2 separate regions of the Anser cygnoides genome follow, and region 1 is linked to region 2. The links are chromatin contacts, called in public Hi-C maps. All regions are on one chromosome and are shown on one strand. Each heading gives the region's core, a stretch centred on a gene start, on an enhancer-like site or on the middle of the called end of the contact. The rest is flanking DNA. Distances are from core to core; before and after follow the strand shown. Region 1 holds the start of MTHFD2L (methylenetetrahydrofolate dehydrogenase (NADP+ dependent) 2 like). Region 2 holds the start of ANKRD17 (ankyrin repeat domain 17).

What was found. A called contact is a pair of places that touch in the nucleus more often than the background predicts.
Region 1: a Hi-C map of liver shows a contact between it and region 2, with 3 times the contacts expected there. The contact joins the promoter of MTHFD2L here to the promoter of ANKRD17 in region 2. A contact is called at or near these places in 4 of 7 Hi-C or Micro-C datasets (fetal liver, granulosa cells and liver).

Annotation. Positions count from the first base shown.
Region 1 is chr4:30,587,952-30,590,687 of Taihu_goose_T2T_genome, forward strand. It overlaps MTHFD2L (methylenetetrahydrofolate dehydrogenase (NADP+ dependent) 2 like), which reads left to right and starts at 1,325. Exons shown (of 7, transcript XM_048074469.2): 1 at 1,325-1,601. The coding sequence starts at 1,477.
Region 2 is chr4:30,383,428-30,386,448 of Taihu_goose_T2T_genome, forward strand. It overlaps ANKRD17 (ankyrin repeat domain 17), which reads right to left and starts at 1,668. Exons shown (of 33, transcript XM_048074405.2): 1 at 1,042-1,668. The coding sequence starts at 1,359. LOC136790676 (a long non-coding RNA gene) reads left to right here and starts at 1,796. Exons shown (of 3, transcript XR_010831067.1): 1 at 1,796-2,410.

The sequences.
Region 1 (2,736 bases), core at 75-2,574, 200 kb after region 2:
AAGGAAATAAAAGGAAATACATTTTTTCCTTTCCCAGCAGCACATAAGCATCAGTATTTTGCTTTAGAATCTAATCTAATTATGTCTTAAAGATTTGGTATCTGTTTAGGACCATAAATTTTCATGAGAATTCTTATATCCTCACATGTTAAGTTCTCTCCAAACAGGGTAGTGACAAAAAATAATCATGGAAATAAGAGACAGTGTTTATAACTGTGTCAATGAATCTCAGATAAGTGTGCTTTTCAAGAAAGCTTTACAATTACTGTAGTACATACATGCTAGATGGTGTTACTACTGTATATAAAATAAGAGATGGCAAGCTAGAGGGGAAGATCTAAATAATATACACAAGGCTGGAAGTGAACAACATTCTAGGATGATACCTCATTAAAAAACAGTACATACATCTTCTGTGTAAGCACCTAAGCCATGGCCCTTACGTGAACATCTAAGTGATCAAAAAATTTGCCAGTGCTATAGCAGAGACTGCCATACTAATCTATTGTATCATTTGCAAAGCATTCCCCAGTTTCATAAAGGAATTTGCCAACTCTCAGGTAGGCTCAGTATTGCAGGTAAGATTGCTGTTACTATTTTGGCATGCTTTGTGTACACTATTTCAGATCTTGCTTAGTTCTCTTCTGGATGTCGTGAAAAATCTGCAATAAAATATGACAGAAAGCACTAATATATGAATCGCAAGGAAGTCCATGAGACTTCCACTGGGAAAACAAGAGGACGTACCTGAGAATTATGCGGGGCATCATACTGCAACTGCCTGAAGTGAGGCTATAGTGAGGTTCGTGTCAGCCTCTTTTCTCAGGTGACAAGTGATAGCATGCAAGAATGCAGCCTCAAATTGTGCCAGGGGAGGTTTAGATTGGATATTAGGAAGAATTTCTTCACAGATAGGCTGACTGGGCCTTGGAAGGGGCAGCCCAGGGAAGTGGTGGCATCGCCATCCCCAGATGTACTCAAGAAACGTGTCAATGTGGTGCTTGGGGACATGGTTCTATGATTCTATGGTTTAGTGGTGGACTTGGCAGTGTTAGGTGGATGGTTGGGCTCGATGACCTTAAGGGTTTTTTCCACACTAAACATTTCTGCGATCCTGTGCTTGCCTGAGCAGCTCCGACTCGCGGCCGGGCTTGCCGCGCCACCTTTTGGCGGGAACAGCAGCTCACAGGATCCAAGCAGGGCAAAACCCAGAGGCGTCACCCGCCCTTCGCAACTTCTCTTGAGGAGCTTTCCACCTCAAACCCCTCAGCCCAGCAAGGTGGCATCTTCACCAGAGGCTCAACCTCTCCGTTTTTTAATTTTCCCGGGCTGCCGCCTCGCCTCGCCCCTCAGCCTCGCTGCCCCAGTCAGAGCCATCGGCGCCTCCTCCGAGCCCGCCCCCGGCCCCGCTACTTGCCCCGTGCTCCTCCCTTCGCCGCCGGGCTGCGGCTGCGCTTCGTGGTCGGCGGGAGGGAAATGGCGGCCGCCGCCTTCTCCTCCTCCGCCGCGCTGCGCCCGTGCTTGGCTCCCCTGAGGAGATGGCGAGCCCTGTCCTGCCCGGCGCCCCGCAGCGCCAGCGGCTCCCCCCGCAGCGCCGCCAGGTACGGCGCGCCTTCGCCTTCCACGTCCCCGCCGTGGGGTGGGGGTTACACAAAATGCCCCCCCCCCCCCCCCCCCCAAAACGCGGGGCGGTGGCCGGCTGCTCCCCGGGGGGTCCAGGCGGTGACCTGGGCGGGAGAGCCCTTGCAGCTCGGCCTTCCTTCCCCCTGCTGGCAGAAATCGGGCTTTTCAGGATTATTTTGTTCCTGGGACCTCCAGTTGTGTCTCGATTGTTTTACGCAGAATTACCTTGTACTAATTTTTTGGCGTCTGTCAGGTTGTATAACAATATTTTAATGGATCCTGGAGGATTTCTCTCTGAAGGGACGTGTGGTAGTGGGGGTCCATCTTTTTGCATCTCTGCCCTCAGAAGGACAGGCAGTGTGGTGCCATGGTGCTGCTCTCTTCTGGATGAGTATGAAGAAAAAAATGGGGGAAAAAATAAGTGGTGTCTGTGTATCTCATATAGCACTGCAGTGTTTGCTGAAAGCTTTGTAGCCTCTGTTTTCAAATATGAAAAGCTTGGTAAGCAATACTGTGACAGCCGCATTAAGTGTCTTCACCTTCTAGGCATTGTGTATGTTTTGTTGGTGCATGTGATTCTGCTGTTTTTCTGCACAAATGTCTGTGTTTCTGGAACAATGTATGCCCACTTTTGTTCTTTGCTGGCAGTAACTGTTTTTTCAATTTCAGGTAAAAGTAGATGCTCTTACGATAACGCTTTTACTGAGGTTTTTGTTGGGAAATACAGTGTATATGTAGAGTTGAGAACCTGTTGTGAAGCCTCATATGATTTTGGACTTGTGGTGTGTATGTGGATCTAAAAGAGTAGCTGGCATCTTGGTGTAACATTTTGCAAGTCACAAGAAAGATTCAGTATGTGAATTGTAACTTCACACAGGCTTCAGAGTAAGAGCATCCACGAGCAGGTGGGATGATAGCGGGGCAGGGAGCACAGGCGTACTTGCTCACTGACATCCCACCCTGTCAAGTTTTCCATGTGGATATATTTAAAACAATAATTCAGTTGTTTTGAGTGCTTTGGCTAATTTGCTGCAGTGTATAACCTTTCTGTATACCTGATGCCTTTGGTGTGATTCTCAAGTAATATTTCCATCAAAGGAGTTAACCTAGGTT
Region 2 (3,021 bases), core at 418-2,917:
ACATAATTACTTGTTAATTGAGACAGGCGCTCTCTGTGCGCAATTTATCTCACAACAACTAGATATGAAGTTCCTTGTATCTACTTCTGTAGGGAAAAAAAATGCAGAGTGCTTCTTTACCCTGGAAAAACCGACCATAGTAACAGCCAAGCCCTTCCTGAACTGTATGAGATTCTTCCTCCTTGCTCATTTTTCATTTCTAACCCAAAAGTAGAACATGCCACTAAACATCAAAAGTACTTGGAAATAAAGTTCAAAAAAAAGCTTAAAAACTTGGAGTGGACTGCTCTGAGGATGCTGTTCAGTCAAAGCAGAAGTGACTGTTCTGTGAAACGTTACGGAATTAAAGCTACTCGGCAAACCAACTCAGCATGGCTATTTATGCAAATAGGAAAGGTGCTTCAAATCTTGATTTGCCTTTTCCAGTGATACCAACCTGAAAAAAAACAACATGAAATGACACCAAGTTGACCATCCTTTCTCGTGCTTCTTTCAGCACTGTATTTGTTCCTTCTGACCCAAACCATTCTTTGATTCTGTGGTATATAAATGATGGCTGCTGACAGCTTCAGAGAGTTGTTTGGACATGAGCAGAATGCCCAGCGATCTCGGGAAGCCTTTGCTCTAGCTGCAAATCCACCTGCTTTTATTGAAAATGAGCTGTTTACCTGATACGGAGCGGGGACTGCTTCCTAGCCACACACCCAACTCAGGCTTATCCCCCCGCTCCGGGCTGCGATCCGGATTGCCCCTTGGCACGTGTAGACACAAGCCACCCCTTCACACGTGCCCACGGAGCCACACGAGGGCGGGGGCCGCCTCCTGAGCCCCGGGGCCACCTCGTGAGCCCCGGGGCACCCCAGGGAAGAGGGTCGGGAAGCGAGGGGCGGCCCCAGCTCCCCGCCGTGCCCCGGTGCCGGCCGCCCCGCCCCGCCACGAGGCGGCCCGGTGCTGCCCCCTTCCTCCCCGAGAGGAGGAATTATGAAATTATGAAACCCAGGCAGCGAGGCAACCCCCACACCTAGCCCTTTGGGGCCGTACCTCGGAGACCTCCTCTTCTTCCTCCTCCTCCTCCTCCTCCTCCTCGTCCTCCTCCTCCTCGCTACCGTTGTTGCTGCTCTCGCTGCCCCCGCCGCCGCTCTCGCTGCTGCTGGCCGCCCGGCCGGGCCTCCCGCTGCGCTTCGCCTTCCCCTTCTTCTTCAGCAGCAGGTCGCACACCCGCACCAGCCCCCGCGGCCCCACCGCCCCGGCTGGGCACGACGAACCGGCTCCGTTTCCTCCGCTACCCCCCTCCGGTGGCCCCGGCCCCGCCGTGGCGCTCCCGGCCTCGCCGTCGCCTCCCTCCGCCGCCTTCTCCATGGCCGCTCCGCCCCGCTGAGGGACGAGGAAGAGGAGGAGGAGGAAGAAGCGGGGCGGGGGGGGGCAGCACCCGGGGCCGCCGCCGCCGCTCCTCGGTCACCTCTAGCGCCGGCGCCGCGGCACCTCTCGCGATACTTGTGCCCCGCCGCGGGAGCGCCGGCGGAGCGGCAACGGCCGCCGCGCGCGCTGCAACGGCCGCCGCCGCGCGCGCGCTCCCGTTCCTCGCTCCCGCTCCTCCCTCCCCCCCGCCCGCCCCTCAGCGCCTTCCTCTTCCTCCTCTTCCTCCTCCTCAGCTCCCTCCCGGCGGGGCCCCCCTCCCGTGCGTGCCTCGGTCACCGCCCCGGCGCCGGAAGAGCGCGGCACGTCATCACCCGCCGCGGCGGCGCCGTTGCGGCCGTTCCTCCTCAGCCCCCCCTAGCTCCGCCCCTCCCGAGGTCTGTCAGAGCGGGCGCGAGCCCTAACCACCAGCCTTTTGCTCGTTCCTGTCCCCGTCCCTGTTCCCCCAGACACGCAACACTGTGTCAAACTACACGTCTTTTTTAACTCTAAGTCAAAACTACGTCAAACTACGACCCGTGATCTGTAAAATAGTGTCTGTTAGCTGATTTTTTCTGAGGCTATCCCCTCAGTTCTGTGGTAGAAAACGTTGGTAGGGCGTCGTTGCCAACAAATAGCACCGCATACTTCAGTTCTGTCCTTTAATTTTGTCACCACACACTGCAATCCTGTCCTTTTAACTCTTGTCACGGTATCCTGTTTCCTCCCTAAGGCCCCCCCGCCCCGGACTTGGACTTGGGACATCCATACTCAAATGTTTTTGTTTGGTTTGGTTTGGTTTTCTGTGGAAAAATATCACTTCCACTGAGCGCAGTGCAGGTTCATTCTTTTGTTAACAAAACTCTTCTGGCACTGAAATACAGGCCACTGATGCAAGCTCACTAAAAGAATGGGAACTTTTTTATTCAAGATGATGGAAATCACCAAGGAAAATATTTTTTTTTCACCTCAGAAACACCTGAGTGTACAGATTGATAACAGCCGTGATGCACAGGTATGCTAGTGATGTTTTGGATGTAATGTTTCAAGCTAATAGGGTCTATTCCACTCACATTTTACAGGAATGCAAAGAAGTTACACTTGATTTCTTAATTGTCGTCTTATTTGGATAATATTAAAAAGAAACGTCTGTGTCTGCAGCACCTCTAAAATGAACATTTGCTTTTAAAAAAACTTCTCAAAGAACTAATTTTTATCATGAAAGCAAGTCCGCAGAGTTTCCCTCTAGGTCACAGCCCACCAAAACCTATTCTCTTAAGAAAAGGACTGCAGCAGTGGTAACAGCCCCACTATTAAGTTACAGCATAATTTGCGAGTCACCTGGCTCTGACTGTAGCTCTTAACCTCATCCTCAGGTAGAAGACCTAAAGTGAAAGTACCTTTATACATACCTCTGCAGATGGCAGTTTGATGCGATCCTGGAGGAATAAACTGGATGTTCTAGCCACCTCACTACTACTTCCTGGTATGACTACACAAAAATCACAAAACCAAAACAGCGCAAGATACAGATCTATCAGAATAATGGTTTTGTCTTCTTGTGTCAAACGCATGGATTTTTACTGCTGCATAGTGAAATACAAGCACAAGTCAAGCATTAAGTTT